3 separate regions of the Mus musculus genome follow, and all the other regions are linked to region 1. The links are chromatin contacts, called in public Hi-C and HiChIP or PLAC-seq maps. All regions are on one chromosome and are shown on one strand. Each heading gives the region's core, a stretch centred on a gene start, on an enhancer-like site or on the middle of the called end of the contact. The rest is flanking DNA. Distances are from core to core; before and after follow the strand shown.

Region 1 (4,348 bases), core at 583-3,082:
GTCACACATTGGACCCTAAAAAGCAGGTATAAGTTATTAAACTGACTTCCAAATGTGGAATTCTTCATTTGATAATTCACCAGAAGCAACACTCTACAAAAATCACATTCTTAGTATGTGTGCTGAACTTTTGCAGTAAAGGTATCTCTGAAATGAAAATCAATTCCCACAAGGCACACTGCACTCAGTAACTTGCCCCATCTGCCCGTGTATCTGAGTTTTATTATTAGACAGATGGGCTAGTGGTGACGACCAGGAAGGCTTCTAAACGTCTAATGAGCAATGGTAAGGAGCTCATGTCATTTCATTTTGAAACCCGAGTGAACATATGATAAATTATGCTACAGCTAAACGATTTTTGTTTTTCCTAAGGAGTGTCTGAGAATTTGTCAGCCATACCTCATGAGGAACTTCCTGTAGGCGATCGAGTGCTCGGATGTGATCCAGTGTGTCTATGGATGGTGACAGACCACCGTGTAGACAGAAGATCTAAAAAGATTGATTACAAGTGCTAATTACACCTAAGAGAAACTGAACTCTTTGGACTACACATTAGACAGGAGCTGACACCATTTAGCTACATCAGTTCTAGGCTCTGTTTCGATGAGGATGGACCCTGAATAACTGGCTATTGTTCGACCTAATACCAACTACAGAGTACAGTATCTATTCCTGTTCCTGACCAACCACCATCCCTGAGGTTCCTTCTAAAGAGTGTTTTTCTAGCTTACCCACAGTCCCTCCAGAGCCTGACAGTCCCCCTCACACTGGTAAACAATGCCTTCCATCTCCCAGACCCCTCTACAAAGAGCCCCCAAAGCTGAATAGGTTACATTTTCCACCCCATGATCTTATCCTGACAGTTCAGCACCTAGAAAAGAACTTATCAGTATTTAGTAATGTATCCCCAAATGGAAAATCACTGCCTGCTAAACACCAAGAAAACAATTATTGGAAACAGGAAGAAACCCAGAAGTGAGTTTTATGGTACACACACCTGCCCATCCACCAAGGCAGTGAGAGGAAGATAGTCAAAAAGGTCTGTGAAGTATTTCCAAACATTTGCATTTCCGTATTTCCTTAAACACTCGTCGTAGAACCCATAAACCTGTGTGATCTGTCTGCTCTCGTGATTCCCTCGGAGTATGGTGATGCGCTCTCGGTAACGAACCTAAAGAAAACGACAACAGATGCCAGCTCTTTCCAAAAAAAACAAAAAGCAAGACACTTCATACAACTTTCTATAGGTAAATCCAGAGTTCCAACTGAGAGGAGGAGGGGCTGAGAGTGCACATCTCTAAACTTCAATGAACTGAAATTAGATGATAAACTTTTTAAAACTGCTGTTGCTGTTTCTCAAGGGTGGGTTTCTCTGTGTAGCCCTGGCTGTTCTTCAGCTCAAGGAGATCCACCTGCCTCTGCCTCTTGAGCTCTGAGATTAAAGGCATGGGCTACCACAGCCTGATGATTATAAGCATTTTTAATTAAAGGTTTATAAAATGCTTACCAATATCTCAATTAAGACCAAACCCCCTGCACCATCTTGTGTGAAATAAAAATCATACTTTTTTCTGACCTTTACTAAATTTAGTTATGCAACAATTACCATAACTCAGTTTTAGAGTCTTGCCAAGATTCCTTCCCGATCTGCAATGGCCCCACTCTTCCAGCCGGACAACCACTCATTTATTTCTGTCTTGAGAATGACTTTTCTAGAAATTTTAGTGTTTCTTGTGCTGCATATCCCACGGAGCGCGAGCTATCCTGAGTCACCATGCTACAGCACAGATGAGGGTGTGCTCCTTTCACAGCTGCACACTAGCATCGGGGGAGGGCAGGCCACAACCCATGGTTCCTGTATCTGCTCCAGTTTTCCTGTTTCTTAGTTACTGAGCTCATCTGCTCACATGCTTTCTTTTCTCTTGAACATATTCCTAGAGTGTAGCTATTGGGCTACATGATCGATTTATATGTAACTTCACCAATTCTTTAAAGTGGCAAACTCATTTCACATTCCTTTTTTTTTTAATGGTTTTAGAGCTTTATTGTAGAAAGGCAGAGAGAAAGAGAGAAGGTAGAAAGAAAGAGGCCGGCCGGCCATGGCCACGTGGAGAGAGGGGAGAAGGAAGAGAGAGAAGGAGGGCTAGAGATGAGAGTAAGGTGAGAGCTTAAAGCTCGTTTCACATTCCTGACAGGACACTTGGTATGGACTGCAGCCACTGTCTTAGTAACCGACGTGAAGTTGGCACTTGGGACTTTAACGTAAGATTTTTCTAATAACTAATGATGTTAACTAGCCATGTCCTTACTAATCATGTATCCTCTAGTATGAAGTAGCCATCATGTACCCTCTAGTATGAAGTAGCCCTTCAGTACTTTGCCCATTTAAAATCAGATTATCGGTAGGCAACAGGGCGGCTTCCCGCTTGCCTCCTGCGGCCCTGACGCTGAAGCAGTTCATGAGAAGGCAGCAAGTTCTCCTCCTCTACAGAAAGATTTTGCGAGCGATTAGGCAAGTTCCAAGTGATTCTGACTAAAAATACCTTTAGGACTGGGCCAGGAAAGAATTTAAAAGAAACAAAAGTGCCATAGAAGAGGATACAATGATGATTACCCAAGGCAATATGCAGCTAAAGGAACTAGAAAGGACGCTTGCTTTAGCCAACTTGTAACTGAAAGATTTTCAGACCTCCATGTGCTTTGCACAGGCTCCAAGCCACTGTCACAGAACACCCAAAAAGGTGATAATCACTCTAATCAAGAATGTAAATGAAGCCGGGCGTGGTGGCACAAGCCTTTAGTCCCAGCACTCGGGAGGCAGAGGCAGGTGGTTTTCTGAGTTCGAGGCCAGCCTGGTCTACAGAATGAGTTCCAGGACAGCCAGGGCTACACAGAGAAACCCTGTCTCGAAAAACCAAAAAGAATGTAAATGAAGGTGTGTTAATAGTCCACTACAGTCAGTGGCTGTAATAATTAAATGTGAACTAATGTCAAGAAATAAACAAACAAATAAAATTAGATTATCTAAGGTTAGGCATGCTGGTCCATGTCTATAATCCTAGTATTTGGGAGAAGCAGAAGGATCAGGGTTTGAGGTTTCTTACAGCCTGATCCTGTCTCAAGCCCCCTCCCCCAAAGACTGCAACCAACTTGAGGACTTGAGGGTAGCCTTGGCTTAGAGACTGTACAACGCAAACAACACTCCCCAGAACCACCACACAACAACAATAAAAATAAGACCTATCTTATGAGATGACTGACAGTAAAGGTGCCTGTCACCAAGTCTGATTTTAAAATTACATTTCATTTATTGTGAGTGCACGTATGTGTCCTCTCATTTCATCCATGTGGGTTCCAGTGCTCAAATTCGGGTCATCGGGTTTAGTGGTAACTGTCTTTTACTCACTATGTCATCTCACTGGCCCAAGATAGCCCAAGTCATAAGACACAATATGGCTACATTTTATCTGTTAGCTGCCAGTTTGATTTCTAGGACCCATATGGTGGAAGGAGATAACTAACTACAAGACATATTTAGTGGTATGTTTGTACCCACACAGTGTTACACAAAATTAACAAGCAACTGCAAAAATGTTTAAAATCTGAAGTAAGGCTATAGCTCAGTGATGAATCTGTGCTAGCATGCAAGAGGCTGAGTTCAATATGAAGCACCAAGAATACAACAATTTGAACAATTGTTTTTATAAACTTTGCTACATTTTTTAAAGAATAGAAAATCTTAGTTTTAATACATTAAATTTTCTTGGTTTTTATGAATTTTTGAGGCAAGGTTTTATACATCCAATGCTAACCTAGAACTGTCCCTCCATCTCCTGAATGTTAGAATTACAAGCCTGTATAATTCATCACGTACTTACACTGTGCTGGGATCAAATCCAGGGTGGTTTCTTGCATGCTAACCAAACACTCTATAGACACTAGGCTGCATTCCCTGGATCATCGTTCCCTGAACACAGCTAAGAAGTCTGAGCCTAACCAAGAGCATAGATATTCTTTTCTCCTAGATTTTTAACCTCTGCTATTCAGTGAAGCCATGAATCTATTTTGATACACTTGTTCAGACACCACTTGAGAAAGGACGACCTTTCCCACAGTATTCATTGGTAAGGTGCCATTAGTCTCGAGGTGGGCCCATACACTACAAGGGTGCTTGTCCTCCGTGGTGCCTGTCAGAAGAGCTGGGGTTTTCTTCATTTATAGACAGCTGTTTTCTCCATGTAGTCTCCCATCTTCTTCCCTATGTTCATGTATACCTGAAGGCCAGAGGACAAACTTGGGTGTCATCCTCAGAAATGGCCACCTACCTTCTTAAAGACAGTGTCTCATT
Region 2 (4,348 bases), core at 1,346-3,845, 510 kb after region 1:
TCAGAAAAAAGGCATCAGATCCCCTGGAACTGGAGTTACAGATGGTTGGGAAATTGAAAGTGATCCTCTGTAAGAGCAATTCATGCTCTTAACAGCTGAGCCATTTCTCCAGCCCCAACATACTCAAAACACACCCAGCTGCTGCCACCCTATCTCCTTTTTCTCCTTTTCTTTCTCCTCCTCTTCCTCTTCTTCCTCCTCCTGCTCCTCACCTCCTCTTCTTCTGAGACAAGGTCTTGCTGTGTAATCCTAGCTGGTCTGGAATTTGCTTCTGTTGATTAGAGAGCTCCATCTGCCTCTGCTTCCCAAGTGCTGTGATTCTGAAAGTCCTACACCAGCACACCCACTGGACTTCACACTCAGCTGTTTTACAAAGGTCCTGGGATGTGTACTCTGGTCCTCATGTTTTCTCTTTACTGACTGAGCTAGCTGCCTAGATTCTGTATTCTTAAATGATTTGAGCCTCATTTCCTGAGTTGTCATCATTGTTTGGGTGGCTTTTCTCATCAACTCTTGTGGCCATAACTCTGGTCCTCATTGCTGTTGGGGGAAGACTAGGGTGGTAATAGAGGAAAATGGTTGTATGTGAGAGGCTTCCTAGCAAGTCAGTGATAGCTAATCTTGTCAGACTGATTGGACAGAGACTTGCCTAGGAAATTAAGGACAATCTGGGCATGAGATACACAGTGAGACCCAGTCCAAACATAAATAAATAAATAAATAAATAAATAAATAAATAAATAAATAAATAAATAAAATCTCTGTGACTTTGAGGTCAGCCCGTACTATAGAATGAGTTCCAGGACAACCAGGACTACACAGAGACGTCCTGTCTTGAAAAACACTCACTTTCTCACCTTTCAGTGCTCAGGAGTCAGAGACACACTGATCTCTGTAAATTTAAAGCCAGCCTTTCCCTACATAGTGAATTCCAGGACAGCCAGGGATGTGTAGAAAGACCTTGTCTCAAAAATAAAATAAAAGCAGGGTGTGATGGCGCACGCCTTTAATCCCAGCACTCGGGAGGCAGAGGCAGGCAGATTTCTAAGTTCGAGGCCAGCCTGGTCTACAGAGTGAGTTCCAGGACAGCCAAGGCTACACAGAGAAACCCTGTCTCGAAAAACCAAAAAAAAAAAAAGTCAAGAGGCAAGAGGTTCTGGATCTGGAGAGGGTTCAGTGGGCCACGTGGGCACAAGCATGAGGACCTGAGTTCAGGACTCCAGTGCCCACAGCTGAACAGGGGAGCACAAATCTAACTTCAGCTTACTCCATCAATGTGGGAGGAGACAGAGAATCTCCAAAGCTTGTGAGACCATTTGCCTGGAGGCCAGCCTGGTCTACAAAGTGAGTTTCAGGACAGCCAGGGCTATACAGAGAAACCCTGTCTCAAAAAAAAAAATCTATATATATCTCTATCTATCTATCTATCTATCTATATCCATCCATCCATTGGATGACTCACACCTTTAATTCCAGCACTTAGAAGGCAGGCAGGCAGTTTTCTGTGACTTCAAGACCAGCCTAGGTCTAAAAATGAAGTTGTGGGCCAGCTAGTTTGTTTAAAGGAAAAAAAAATTATAAAGAACAAAATGGAAAGTGAAGATTGATACCTTGTCTGATTTACACACTCAGGGCATAGAACTTACACTCAACACAAACGTATGCACACATACACAGGAATCATGGCCTAACCCAGGCCTTTAAAGTTTTATGGTCAATGCTTAAAAGAAAACTACCCCTCTTTACCATAACCTCATTTAACAGGGCTATTTTTCCAAAAGCAAGTTGTCAGACTAGGCAGGGTGACACATGTCTGTAATCATATCCTGGGGCTACATGAAAAGACTCTTAATTTTTCCATTTAGGATCATCTAAAAATCAGTGAAATTAAGCTAGGCACAGTGGTGGTGCAGCACATAATTCCAGCACTGAGGGGGTGAAAATGGAGGGTCAAGAGTTCAAGGCCAGTCGGAGGATACCAGACTTGGTCTCAAAAAACACAAAACGGAACCAAAGGAAAGAAATAAAAATTAAAGGCAAAGCTAAACACTAATGCGATATTAAGTATCTATGGGTGTCAAGCAGACACTGGAAATACTACGGTCCAACGTTCACTGCGCCAGGCCTCCATGGATGGCCCCAGCTAGCTCACTGAAGAGGGCAGGAGCCCTGGCATCTCAGGATGCCGAGGTTTAGGAGCAGGCTGTGCTGAAGGCCTCCGATGACCGCAGCACTCCGTAGATTAGAGCACTCCAAGATTAGGCTCCTTTCTCCGGGCGACCTTGGATTTAGGGGACTTCCTCCGGCTCATTCTCCTCTTTTGGGAGGCCGGGGTTGCTAGTGTAGAATAGGATGTAGGGATAGGATGACAGACTGCCGTGTACCCCGGGCAGCTGGGGACATTGGACGTGCTCGCCCGGTGACCGGAACCGTAGACAGTTCTCCGACTCGCGCGCGTTCTAAAATGAGGACAAAGCCCGCCCGGATCTAGAGCGCGCGCGCAGAAGCAGCCAATAAGATGCTAGGACAATGGTGAGTGGCGGTTCGCTTTGCCCAATGAGAGTATCCGTTGTTACGAGGTGGTGCCCGGCTTCGGCATTATAAAGAGCTCCACGAGTTGGCATTGTCAGGCGGTGGCACCGCGCGGGACGGAGTTAAGGTCTTCTTTATCGGCAGTGTACGGCGGCGGCCGAGCGGAGCGATAGTCAGTGGCTGCGGACGAGCCCTCGGGGGTGCGAGCGTGACCGCGGCCAAGCCCGCGCGTCGCCTTCTGCGGCGAGTAGGGCCTCGCGGCGTCATCGGCGGCGAGGTGAGCGGCCCGGCCGCGGGCGGTGGGCGGGAGCTCGGGGAGCGCCGCGGGGCCTGACGCGCTGTCGCCGCTCGTTGCAGTAGCCGCTGCGGCCTGGCCGACCATGTCGGACGCGGCTGAGGAGCAGCCCATGGAGACGACGGGCGCCACCGAGAACGGACACGAGGCCGCCCCCGAAGGCGAGGCCCCGGTCGAGCCCAGCGCGGCTGCCGCGGCCCCCGCGGCCTCGGCCGGGTCTGGGGGCGGGACCACGACCGCACCGAGCGGGAACCAGAACGGCGCGGAGGGCGACCAGATCAACGCCAGCAAGAACGAGGAGGACGCGGGGTAGGTGCGGCCGCGGGCCGCCGCCTTTGTTCTGGGGCCGTCTTTTGTTGGCGCCACGCGGCGGGGGGAGGGGCGGGCGGCCCGCGGAGCTGTGCCTGCCTGGCGCGCTTGCCGCCTGGCCCGGGCGCGGTTACGCGCCTCGGAGTTTGCAGGAGTTTGCGGGGTCGACTGTGAGGCCGATCTGGGCCGCTCGCGCGGTGCTTGGGCTACTTCGGGCCTCGGGGCGGGCGGCCCCGGAAGAGGAAAAGCGGCGGATCGCGAATCGGGCCGCGAGGGCTGCGTCTCTGCTGCGTAGGCGGAGTTGGCGCGCAGCGGGCCGGGCCTAGCCTGCCGCGAGTCGAGGGGCGGAGTTCCAGCCTGAACCCTGGGGCGGTCTTGGCACCGGGAAACCCAGAGTTCCTTGGGGCAGGTACTTGGGAGGCCGTGAGCTCAAGTAGATTCATGAGTGCAGGGCACGCTGATTTTAAACTCGTGAGGGGTCATGGGTCACATTCTTGTCCCGTATGTACCGTGTGTGGCTGTACAGTCTCGTTCAGCTGTGAGTTCCAGTTGAGTCGAGATTGCAGAGCGACGCAAGGGTTAACTTGAAAGGGGGCACCATCTCAGACTGGTCCATGGGACTGTGGCTCCATAAGCCCTTCCCCAGCCAGGAAAAGTGTCAGAATTCTTTTACAGCTTCTAAGGTTTGTGGTCTTGTCTCTCACTTGCAGAAAAATGTTCGTTGGTGGTCTGAGCTGGGATACCAGCAAAAAAGACTTAAAGGATTATTTTACTAAGTTTGGAGAGGTTGTTGACTGTACAATAAAAATGGATCCCAACACTGGACGATCAAGAGGGTTTGGGTTTATTCTCTTCAAAGATTCTTCTAGTGTGGAAAAGGTAAGCTGGGTATTTGACAGCAATCTACTAGGATTCTGAATCCTAAGGAACTCAGGCATTGCAGTGTTGAGGTGATTGCCACGAGTGAGCTTAGAGTCGTTTTGAGGGATAGTACAGATTGAGTGATTCTGGGCGATTGCAATTCTACTATAAAAAGCTTACTGAGAAGCCTGCAGGAGGGTAGGGAGCTGGGCAGGAACTAGAGAGCTGCCTTTTCAGCCTTCCTTTACTAACTCTATTGTGCCAATTCATGGGCTTGGTGTTAAATGCTGCACTGTAGGGATTAAAGTCTGAGATTGCTATGAGGATAGGTGTGATTTTTTTTTTTTTTTT
Region 3 (4,348 bases), core at 684-3,183, 280 kb after region 1:
TTGCAGGTTAGGAAGGCTCAGTCCAACTTAGGTACTCTGGGACAGATCTGAGGCCCTTTGACAATCAGGATGGGTGGATGGACAGATGGACGATGAATAGATGGATGATGGACAGATGGATAATAGACAGATGGATGATGACAGATGGATCCCCTTCTGGGGCCTGTAACATGGGTCAAGATCCTACTGGGTTTTGTGCCCTGACCTTGTCTCTGAAGCAGCCTGCTCCTCTGTGAAACGCCACGCTATTCATACCAGTGGTCACCTGACGGTGTAGGAGTCAGGGTTAAGTGAGAATTCTCAGGCCAAGTTGTCACTATGTGCAGCATGACAACTGATTGCAGTTGCCCCTCCCCTGGTGGCTTGACTTCATTAAGACCATGTATAGGGTTCTTTATCGGATGACGTGGAGAGGAACCATGCTGTCTGGCCGCCTGAGGTTCCAGCATCCTTCATCCGGTTCAGTTGTTTCGTAGCTATCTTTTTTTTTTTTTTTTTTTTTTTTAATGTGTCCCAGGCTGGTTTTGAACTTGGTGTGTATCCAAGGATGACCGTCACATCCCGTTTACGTGGTGCTGGGATAGACCGCAGAGCTTTTTCCTGTGCTGGGCAATCATTCTACTAACAGAGTACATGCACAGGGTCCTCATGGCTGGGCGTGGCTGGCATGAGGTAGACATGCAGAGCCTCCCTGTACTGAGAGCAGACGTGCTGAGATGGGCAAATGTGTCCTTTCAGACTTTAAAACTCAGGGGGTCGTCACACCCCTGTTTTCCAGCTTCCCACCAATCTGGGTGCCTCCCCACTGCACAGCCTCCTGGAAGCCTTTGTAGCAGCTACCATGAGGGATACTGAGCGCCTCTCGCCATTCTTCAGGGACCATTCTTGTAGGGTACACAATACTGTCCCCACTTTATAGATGAGGAAGTCAGGAAATTCAGGGGAATTTCCTATGGGGCCTAGTAGGCCGCTGGGCCAGGAAATGACAGACCACAGGAACAAACCCTGGGCTGTCCCTGTGAGGCCTAGGGTAAGAGTATTAGGCATACTCTGACTACTCTTCCCCCAGACACCATGCCAGCCCAACTCCTCTGCCTCAAATGGCCTTTGGGCACTTGTGCTTACCTCATGGTCTAAAATCTGCCCCTGAGGATTTGCACTGTCCCTTTAGACTTGGTCCATGGCAAAAGAAACCTCTGGCGTCTGTCTACATCTCTGGGATAGCCTCTGCTCTCCCCTGTAGGTCTTGAAGGAGCTTTCCTTCCACACTGTCCAGCTCATTCTGTCTGCTGTGTCTGAGGAAGAGGTGTTGGCTTAGGGTCAGGTCAGTTCGCGCCTGGGAGAAGTGCTCTTTCTGGTGTGTGTCCCTCAGCTCTGGCTCCCCAAAGGGACAGCCAGGCCACACCAGTGAAGCAAGCAGGTGTGACTGGTATTTGGCAGTAGGTGGCTGTTCAGACAGGGATGCTCAAACGCTTGACTAAGTGTATGTTTAGGGCACACAAAGCTGGATTGTGACAAAATTACAGGCTGTGCTTTTAAGAGACGCTCATTTGAAGTGACAGTTTCTTGGGAAAGGCAGCATTTGGTTGTACTGAGGGCTTTGGTGTTGGCTTCTGTTTGAGATAGTTTACTTGGCGTGGGAGGAGGGTCCTGCCATCATTGTTACCTATGACTCTTCTCATGTGGGTGGTGGCACTAACCTTTAGCCTTTGACCCCTTCTCATTGTCCTCATGACTTCCAAGCCTACAGTCTTTTCTCTCTGCTTATACCCCTGGCTCCCTGTACCCAGCATCCTTCCTGTCCCCTTTCTGACACCAGGGCATTTCCTGAAGCCAGGGGCCCTCCCTGAAGCTCAGCCCTTGCCCTTTGTGCCATCTTGAACCCTCCCTCCCCTGCTCAGGCTGAGCTGAGTCACAGCCCTTGGCAAGCCCTGGCTCCGACCCCAGGAGGCCTCCTGGGCAAGTGTGGGGCCTCTCAGGCCTGGCAGGGCTGGCCAGATGGAGGCCAGGCTCCAGACAATAACCATGGCAACCAGTGGGTATGGGAAGGCCTGGCATTTTGAACTGGCCTCAGAATCTGACGGGTAGCACACAGATGTGTGGAGGACCCCACCCACCTGAGGCAAAGTGCCCCTTATTTTCCACTTCGGGGGGGGTAGAAAGGTGATTGACATCTAGCAGTCTTCACACACACACACACACACACACACACACACACACACACACACACACACACACAGAGTCAGCCTACCACCTCCACCACCACCACCTGCCTAGCACTTTGGCTAAGAGCTTTCTTTGTTAATCCCTGCCATCCTCTCACCAAATGCCTATGGTAGATTATGTTAGTAGTATTCCTGGGGACTGGAGGGAACAGACATTCAAGGGTGGAGCTTTGGTGCCTGCAGCAGGTTTCCTGGTCCCAAGGGAAAACTGATCTGGCATGGGATCTGAGACAGTGTTGGAGCTTGGAAGTTTGGAGAGGCAAGCTGAAGCAGTAAGAAACACCATGCCTGTGTGGTTCATGGGGAGGTTCAAGGTGTGTGGCCAGCATGTCTCAGTGACCATGCACCTCTAATCCAGAAAGCCCGCTCCAGGGTTCTATAGTAGAGTCCCATGGAGCTGAAACACCTGGGGAAAGCAGCCAGACTTCAACTCAAGACCTGTAGGCTGTTGGTGAGGAAGGGCCAGAGATTATGAAGCCATGCAATCAATCTTTGGTCTTAGCCTGGAGGGGTATTGCCAAAGGGTCTAGAATCCAGCTGGCTCTGTCTCACTTGTCCCTGAGTAGCTGGCACAGGGCATTAACCAGAATGGCACTTGGGACACCTCCTGCAGACCAGGCAGGGCTGGTCCAGGTTGGGAATAATCCCCAACTGGGCAAAGCAGATGCTACTGTGGTGAACCAGGGTCCCATGTCATTCCCACATGGTCCTCACTCTGCCTTACAGCCCTTAGGACGTACTGTTCCTGAAGATCCACAGTTAATAGAGTCTGTAAGGCAGACTGGTAACAAGGAAAGAAATGGGAATGGAGGTGGATATGAGGGGATGGGCGTGGTCGGGCATCAGCATCTCACACCCATCTTACCCTTGGGCAACCAGTTCTTCAGCTGGGCAGCCCGAGGAGGACAAGCTAAGGCCTCTCTCTTTATCACTACCATTCTGTTTCCCAGGCTCCTCCCACCACTGAAAGGCCCCCCCACGCAGATGTCCCCAGATAGCCCCACACTTGGTGAGGGTGCCCATCCTGACTGGCCAGGAGGCAGCCGCTACGACCTGGATGAGATCGATGCGTACTGGTTGGAACTTCTCAACTCGGAGCTCAAGGAGATGGGTAGGTGACGCTCTTCACCAGGCACCTGGTTGCAGATGTCAGGGAGGATCTTCCTCCGGGCCCCTCCAGTATCTATACCCCCGGTGGCTGTGACTGGGGCACATCCCAACAGCCTTACCGACAGGTGTGGGATTCCTTGCCTCTGCCTCCCAAGTATCTACAGCTGTCAGGTAGAGGTGAAAAATACCGTGTAATTCACGGGACTCGATGTCATGTGAATAATTCGTAAGCATCGGGCTAATGGGCATGGATCTCTCAGATGAAGCCTATTGATATGTCCCAGAAAAGACCAGCTTAGCCGTTATCTGTGTGTGCACATAGTTGATACCCACACAGTGCATGCAAGCAGGAGATTCCTCATGGATCCAGCTGTATCCCAGACACACCCTACATCGTATACACATGTGTGTGAGTGGTAATGGCAGACTCTAGACAATGAGGTGGCCCTGATGGGCAGGAACCTGTGGGATTGGGTGGGTCTGTTGTCCCTGATGGAGCTGAAGCCCAGATCACCATTGTAAATGGATGGATGGAGCCTTCCCCTTGACACCACTGATAACATTTGCCCTGTTGGCTGCAAAGCTTCCTGAGCTGCTGACGGTGTTCCCTGCCATCCTACCCACAGAGAAGCCCGAGCTGGATGAGCTAACGTTAGAGCGTGTTCTAGAGGAGCTAGAGACATTGTGCCACCAGAATATGGCACAGGCCATTGAGACACAGGAGGGGCTGGGCATCGAGTACGACGAGGACGTTGTCTGCGACGTGTGCCGTTCCCCTGAAGGCGAGGATGGCAACGAGATGGTCTTCTGTGACAAATGCAATGTCTGTGTGCACCAGGTGGGTGAACTCTGTCACTCTCTCCCATACTGAACCCTGCTGAGGCTGGTTGTCCTGGATACAGGAACATGGGCACAATGGACCAGTATCCCTAAGGAGGGCTAGAAGCAGGCCTGGCAGTACCTGGGACATCCATGGCCTGCTTGGCTCAGTCCTGCTGGCCAGATCGAAGCAA

The links. A called contact is a pair of places that touch in the nucleus more often than the background predicts. HiChIP or PLAC-seq counts read pairs in DNA pulled down with a chosen protein or histone mark.
Region 2: an H3K4me3 HiChIP or PLAC-seq map of bone marrow-derived macrophages shows a contact between it and region 1, with 2.8 times the contacts expected there. The contact joins the promoter of Hnrnpab here to the enhancer-like site in region 1. A contact is called at or near these places in 1 of 39 promoter capture datasets (pre-B cells), 3 of 484 Hi-C or Micro-C datasets (CD8 T cells, embryonic stem cells and muscle stem cells), 2 of 115 datasets of contacts at active chromatin or transcription factors (bone marrow-derived macrophages and extraembryonic endoderm stem cells) and 1 of 9 other capture datasets (adipose tissue).
Region 3: a Hi-C map of bone marrow-derived macrophages shows a contact between it and region 1, with 1.9 times the contacts expected there. The contact joins two enhancer-like sites. A contact is called at or near these places in 8 of 39 promoter capture datasets (the C10 cell line, the HPC-7 cell line, the SN4741 cell line and 5 more), 2 of 15 datasets of contacts at CTCF or cohesin (large pre-B cells and pro-B cells), 20 of 484 Hi-C or Micro-C datasets (the AML12 cell line, B cells, CD4 T cells and 13 more), 3 of 115 datasets of contacts at active chromatin or transcription factors (effector CD8 T cells, embryonic stem cells and memory CD8 T cells) and 3 of 9 other capture datasets (adipose tissue, embryonic stem cells and liver).

Annotation. Positions count from the first base shown.
Region 1 is chr11:52,114,810-52,119,157 of GRCm38.p6, reverse strand. Ppp2ca (protein phosphatase 2 (formerly 2A), catalytic subunit, alpha isoform) reads right to left here. Exons shown (of 7, transcript NM_019411.4): 3 at 998-1,171; 4 at 400-489; 5 at 1-15. It also overlaps the pseudogene Gm30631. Among named protein-coding and RNA genes, the nearest start is that of Mir3061, 9.8 kb to the left of the region's middle. Within about 2 kb of position 1,832, at least 9 of the 459 cell types and tissues checked have an H3K27ac peak or open chromatin away from gene starts, as enhancers often do. A contact at or near this core is called in the HPC-7 cell line and bone marrow-derived macrophages, where this site is marked.
Region 2 is chr11:51,605,128-51,609,475 of GRCm38.p6, reverse strand. Hnrnpab (heterogeneous nuclear ribonucleoprotein A/B) reads left to right here and starts at 2,595. Exons shown (of 8, transcript NM_001048061.1): 1 at 2,595-2,809; 2 at 2,890-3,136; 3 at 3,847-4,015. The coding sequence starts at 2,913.
Region 3 is chr11:51,830,241-51,834,588 of GRCm38.p6, reverse strand. Jade2 (jade family PHD finger 2) reads left to right here. Exons shown (of 13, transcript NM_001357588.2): 6 at 3,176-3,336; 7 at 3,962-4,173. Among named protein-coding and RNA genes, the nearest start is that of Gm30110, 23 kb to the left of the region's middle. Within about 2 kb of position 1,933, at least 123 of the 459 cell types and tissues checked have an H3K27ac peak or open chromatin away from gene starts, as enhancers often do. A contact at or near this core is called in the HPC-7 cell line and bone marrow-derived macrophages, where this site is marked.